Regions from separate parts of the Triticum aestivum genome. Here region 1 is linked to region 2. The links are chromatin contacts, called in public Hi-C maps. All regions are on one chromosome and are shown on one strand. Each heading gives the region's core, a stretch centred on a gene start, on an enhancer-like site or on the middle of the called end of the contact. The rest is flanking DNA. Distances are from core to core; before and after follow the strand shown.

What was found. A called contact is a pair of places that touch in the nucleus more often than the background predicts.
Region 1: a Hi-C map of leaf shows a contact between it and region 2, with 9 times the contacts expected there. The contact joins the promoter of LOC123128528 here to the promoter of LOC123092043 in region 2. A contact is called at or near these places in 2 of 5 Hi-C or Micro-C datasets (leaf and root).

Annotation. Positions count from the first base shown.
Region 1 is chr1B:425,123,937-425,127,241 of IWGSC CS RefSeq v2.1, forward strand. It overlaps LOC123128528, which reads right to left and starts at 1,715. Exons shown (of 4, transcript XM_044548560.1): 1 at 160-1,715. The coding sequence starts at 1,590.
Region 2 is chr1B:424,750,633-424,754,035 of IWGSC CS RefSeq v2.1, forward strand. LOC123092043 (ethylene-responsive transcription factor ERF039-like) reads left to right here and starts at 1,264. Exons shown (of 1, transcript XM_044513709.1): 1 at 1,264-2,519. The coding sequence starts at 1,519. The coding sequence ends at 2,346.

The DNA.
Region 1 (3,305 bases), core at 465-2,964, 370 kb after region 2:
TCATGTCATGATTTGAGTAAAACTTAGCACATTTAGCAAAATTCAGACCTGTCCGGGTAATAGTAACATGCATTAAGTATAACAAATGCAATATTACAGTTATATGATTCAAAGTTGGGCATACTTCTGGAAAATATGACCCAATAAGTCTGCACTAACCTTTGATACCATTTGCAGCACTGAAGCGACATCAGAATGAATAAACTTATGAGCAAACCCCAAGAAATGGACTACCAGTGAACTATAGAACAAATAGTTGGACAGCACGAAGCCTTGCCATGCTGGAGAGTACCCTACATCACACCTTTGCATTTGTCCATCACTAACGCAATTCACATTTCGCCCACCAGGAGGTGGCAGATCGTACTCATTCAAGTCATCCTGCTGAGCCTTCCATGGTTCCATATAGACCATCCATGCAGAAAAAACCTGAGCAATGTTCTTGATATCTGCATCCCTGGAGCAGAACATGAACGTCCTTAGCACAAACCGATACAATGGTCTCTGCATCAATGGGTTCCAGTAGCCAGCGGGACTGTCACATGACTCCTTCCTTAAGAGCATTCCATCAAACACATTGCCTGCATCAGTGAGTTTGCAGACACTGCTCCTATTCAAATACATCACCAACAGCTTCACTGCATCGCCAAGTCCTGGAGCTGGCAGTCTCTCGGACAGTGTAGGATTTGCACGAGACAGAAGTGACAGTAAAGGCAACCCATAGGAACGGGAAGTCCGAACAGGCAGCGGCGAGAAATCGTCCCCAACAAGCCAGAACTGTACGAGTGTGTGCACGAAGAACTCGGCCCGCCTGAAGGATCCAGCAGCGTCCACACCGTCTCTGACATTCCGATGCAGCAATGTACCAAAACCACCGCGGGGCGGGGCGCAGTCGCTGGGCACGAACTCCTTAAGGTAGGCGTACAGAAGCTTCAGGTACAGCGATCTATCGGGCTTCCGATCCGGATTGCGGCCAGCCGTGGATGCGAGGGTGGACACCCAACTCTCGAGGAGAACGCGTGGCTTAAGCGAGGGTTTCGAAGTGGAGGTCGATGGTTTCGAGGCGCCGGCGGCAGCCTTGGCCGTGGCGGCGGAGATGGGGTAGTACGCGAACCAGAAAAGGTAGTACTCGAACACTGAGAGATGAAGCTTGGAGCCGACGCGGCCGGCAAGGAGCGGCGAGATCACCTTATCGGAGGAGGCCGCGGTGGAGGATAGCGCGAAACCGAGCCAATCGGGGAGCCGCTCGCGCGGGAACGTGAAGCGAGCGAGGGAGTGGCGATCCGCAGCGGAGATGGCGACGAGGAGCGGCCCGGAGGGGGCGAGGAACGACGCGATGAGGTCGGCGAGGGCGGGGTCGCCAGCGGCGAGGTCGAGGAAGCACGGCGAGGCGGGGGAACTGGAGACGAACAGGCGGAAGAGGAGCGCCGGGAGCGCGTCGGCGAAGAAGGCGCGCGGCTGGTCCGCGCCGGAGTGGTGGCGGCGGAGGAAGTCGGCGACCGACGAGACAGCCTCCGCCGCGGCCCGCGGCGCGGAGGCGGCGAGGACGGCCGCCGCGAGGCCGGCCGCGGAGCCGGTCGCCGGCGGCATGTCACCGCCGTGCGGAAGGGGGCACGCGGTAGGGTTTTTGGTGGGGAATTTTGGGGGGCGAGGCGAGGCGAAGCGCGTTGCGGAGCACGAGAGGATTTGAAACGGGGTCGGAATTGGAATGGAGCTTTCGAAGATTTCGGAAATGGCGCCCTCCGCAAAGCGTTTCCTCCACGCTCTCTCCCCTCGCCTTGACCGTTCTCCGTCAGGTTGAACTAGACCGCCTCGCTGACCGGTGGGTCCAGAGGGTGCACGGTGACCGCCTCTGGTGGGTATGGTTGCGGGTAAGGTCTTGGGTCGAGTAATGCAATAATGATGTGGCCCGGCGTTGGGTTTGTGGGACGGCAACGGCGAGCTGTGTGTTGGCTTGAAAAGGACGCTGTGGTCTTGAATTGGGCTGGGCTCCTGGCCAGGCTCTTATGTCGAGGCCTGTGGCCCAGCCCAAGTTTATACCTTGCGCACAGCCCTAGCCTGATCCAGCTCAAGCCTCGACCCAAACAAAAATCGGTTTTCTACTTGTCGTTGCCGCCGCCGCCATCTAAAAAATTTAGGTCCTCTCGCCTCCAGCTGCCATCTTGGCGCTAAGAGGCGGGGGACCTTGGATTTTCAAGACCTCTATATTCTTCGTCAAAGTGTAGTGCTCATCAGAGTCGTGTGAGAATAAATTTCCTCTCGTTCTTTTGACGGTGCCATGAGATTAGAGAGTTTTATGTCCTCGCAGATTCGATTATTCGGATCCGATGAGTTTATGTTGTTGTGTCAAGCTTTTCTGTTTGTTTGATTTTTTGTGGAGGTGAAATCTTTCATCGACACAATGGTGAAGATATAGTGATTCGACGGTACGCATTTCTAGTGGATCATCCACGAACCAAATACGTTCATCGATTAAGGTTTCCCATCTTTTTTAGATGGGCGACTCAAGACGCTTTCAAAAACCATTATTGATGATGTTTGTGTGGGTGAAAGAATGGCAACATCGTTGTTTCAGTCTAATTGCAAACTCTTTAACGAAGTCTTTGGAGTATTTCTTCGAGCAGAAGTTGATACCTCGTTGTAATTTTAGTCATAGGAGTTATTTTGTATTTTCTCAAAACTTAGGTCCAAATCAATGTACCTGTAATTGTCATGAGTATAAATAAAAGTTATATAAGTGTTTCTAAAAAACCTTCCATCACGATCCAGTCAGAGCTGGCCAAACGGGTCGGCCTGGCCCGCCGTAAACATGCACGGCACGACACGGCCCACTAGGGCACGGTTAATAGCCGAGTCGTGCCATGCCGACCCACGTGCTGCAGGCAGCAGCCTAAGCACTGCACGGGATATAAGTGGGTCGGCCCGTGGCACGCTTAGGCACCCCGGCCCGTGTCGATTTGATTTTTTCCTTGAAATACGCGGAAAAACAGGGGGAAAGCCCAAAAGATGTAAAAAGTACGATGAAGTATTAAAAAGGATAAAAATATATTTTTTACATGGTAATACGTGTCTCATTTATATCATAAGGATCATAGTATAAGCCATGTACAAACCGACCTGACAAAACTGAAAAGACAACAAAACGCTACAAAAGTATGCATGCATTACAAAATTATTGAACATATTAGAGTACTCCCTCCATTCCAAAATATAGTGCAAGCGCTTCTTGAGGTCCAACTTTAACCATAAATTTAACCAACGAGACCGACTGCGGCGGAAGAAAAAATTATATAATTGAAAAAAAA
Region 2 (3,403 bases), core at 14-2,513:
TTAGAACCATGTATGCCTTGATTTCTTCAAGAATGAACCCTACTGTGCCGTACGTGAAGAACAACACATCGTGTTAACAAAAGCTTTTTGTATAACGATCCAAGAAGGTTCATGAATTTTAATTAAAATGGCGCTATTAATTCTTGGTCATCGGGAACTTTCGCAAACCTTAGCCAACAATAATTGCACACTATTTGCCCTTATATTGTGGTACTAATGTGCAACTTGGGTAGAAGGTTTGATGCAATTATTACTTCCAGGTTATATGCGGGATGATATAAGACGGTGATGATCAGGTGTTTAATGAAAAGTTTGGAAATCTAACTAATATTTAAGAAAGTTTCGACTAATTTGTGAATAGATAATCTCAGTTTTGACTTTTTTTTGGAAAATTTCCATAGTACACCGAACTTAACACCAACTCAGATCTAGCATTGGCCTCGTCCAACACGGATTGACAAATAAAAGAGGACATCATACATATTAGCACCAGTCTATTGCCCTAGTCCCCAAGTCCACACCCACTTGAACTTGTACTGTTGAATATCTAGTGTTCACCGAAAAGTTTGGAAATCTAACTAGACATTTAGCAAAGTTTCAATTAAACTTTAATAGATAATCTCAATTTAACCAAAAATCTCTATAGTGCACCTACTTAAGATGACTCGGATCTAGACCTGGTCTTATTCCATACGTCTCCACAAATAAAACATGACATCATACATATAAGCACCGCTTGTATACCGAAAAGTATTAAATGATAATACCCTTCACATGCTCTCATGCTCCCAATTTCATAAACACACATTTAAATGTTTTAAAAATGTGTGGATATTCACAAAACATGTGTCTACAACTATTTAAAAAAAATCAAATACACATAGAGAAACAAAAGAAACAAAAACGTGAATAGTATAAAAATGACACTACTAACATCTGTATTTTTTTACGTGTTTTTTTTCAATTTGCATCTGGAAATTTTAGGGTCTGCAGATGCATGCCTTATAAACATTCATAAAAAAATCAGATATTTGTGAACCATTTGAATGTGGGTTTTCTTTGTAAAAAAAAATGTGGGTTTTCAAAATTAGGAGCATGGGAGCATGCATGTGAATGGTGGCATCACCTGATATTCTCCCTTGTCCTAGCTCCCAAGCCCACGGGCCACAGCCACTCAAATTTGTACCGTTGAATCTGTGGTGCCAATTTTATGAAATGATGATGTATAGCATGTAGTACCACAAGGCACTGAAAAAACAATGATGAACATGTGCCCTTGGAAACAAAACAGTGGGGACAACACCAGGGGGGCACCAAGCATATATATCGCCCTCCCATGGTTTCTTAATTAGCTTTTTCACCAGTAAACTTTTCTCCCACCTCGCTCTCTCATATAAACCCCCACTGCAGATACGAACAGACACACACCACCACAAGGCCAAGGCGGAGCAGCGAGAGCTCGCTTGCAGCAAGCAAAGCCATACTCCTTCCCTCGTCGTGCACCCACTGCACGCAGCCATGGCGCCTGCTCGGGAGCTCCAAGAAACCTCGTCGTCTTCGTCGTCATCGACGTCGTCGTATACGACCAGTTCCACGTCCATGTCGTGCTCGTCCACCGTCACGGACTCTTCGTCGTGTCCCTCCTCGCCGGCGAGCGCCGCCAATGCCGTGAAGGCGGTGCCGCGCAAGCGGCAGCTGGACGAGGAAGAGGGAGGGCGGGAGGAGACGGAGGAGGGGAAGACGAAGACGACGAAGAAGAGCAAGCGGAGCAGCGACGGGAAGCACCCGGTGTACCGCGGCGTGCGGATGCGGGCGTGGGGCAAGTGGGTGTCGGAGATCCGCGAGCCGCGCAAGAAGTCGCGCATCTGGCTCGGCACCTTCCCCACCGCCGAGATGGCCGCGCGCGCGCACGACGTCGCCGCGCTCGCCATCAAGGGCGCCCGGTCCGCGCACCTCAACTTCCCGGAGCTCGCCGACGTCCTCCCGCGCGCCGCCTCGCCGGCGCCCAAGGACGTGCAGGCCGCGGCCGCATTGGCCGCCGCGTTCACGTCTTCACCGCCGCCCTTGTCCACGGATCAGTCGGAGGAGGAGGAGGGCCTCATCCAAGAGGAGACCGTCAAGAACGACGCCGGCGCAGACGCTACCACGCCGCCGGAGTCTGCCGCCACGGCTACGAGCTGCGGCGCCGCTGAGCAGGCGGAGGAGGAGCTGCAGCTGTTCGACCTGCCGGACCTGCTCCTGGACATCGAGGACGGGTTCGGGTTCTCCACCATGTGGGCTCCGCTCCCCGACGTCGAGGAGGTCAATGCGGACCTCCGGCTCGAGGAGCCACTCCTTTGGGAGTAGCAGATGCTTGCGAAGACTAGATGATCAAATATACTAGGAGTACTTAATCGCTAGTGTAATCTCTTCTTTGCCTTTTTTTCTTTCCTTTTTTTACTACTAGTGTTTTTTTAGTTTGCCTTTTTTTTTACTTTGTTGGTTTATAATAAGCATAAGGGAGTACGTAGTGATATACATATGCAAAAAAAGTTTGCTACTACCACTACATGTTACCTGAGAGAGTTAATTATTACTATTACCACATAGTAATGTGTGAATCCTAGTGGTTTGACCTTGATAGATTTTAGGCGATGTACTGTATTCGTTATGCTTGGAATACTCTTTGTACTGCATTGAGTTTCCCCAGAAAAAAAAATATGTACATTTGAGTTCCATGCCATGGAGACTGAGATGAGAAGAAGGAATAGAATGCCAAGAAGCTCGAAGTTAAGAGGTCACTAAAGCTGACTTTGAAAACTTAATCTATTCCACCCCTCACTTGTTTATCATCAAGTGATGTTGCTCAACAAGAGGTGCTTTGCTACTGCCAGCAATTTCATGTTTCTTTATCAGCATCAGATCCTGTCGTAAACATCATGTTGAACTTTATTAGTTTGCTCAGTGAAGTTGGGAGAAGAAGCTCTTTTACTGTTCAACAGCAGAGAAAAAAAAGGGTTAAAAATGTCAATTTGTGGATATGAGGTTGTTTGGCTAGTGTTGGTCTCCTCCATGATCAAGCAAGCAGAGGCAGTGCAGTGCAGACAAAAGGCGGCACTCCTCATGTGGCTCCAGTGCAGCATCTCATCATCTTCTTCTTCTTCTTCCTCTGGCTTCCCCTGCTTTTTTTCTTCCTTTTGCCATCTGCTTTGGAAAGCTGCTGCTGATCAAGATGAGGGAATGAGATTCTTCTTCTGCTTCTTTTCCTTGTGGTAGAGAGAGATGAGGGAGGTTATTTTAAGCATGGCCATCATTTCCAGTGAGAAAGCTAATGCTCCCACTTACCAAGCATGTGCCGGACAGAGCCCCTGGCTAGGTGAGCTGACCATGCCTGCATGCTCTGCCCTTTCGCTGGAGTTGAACA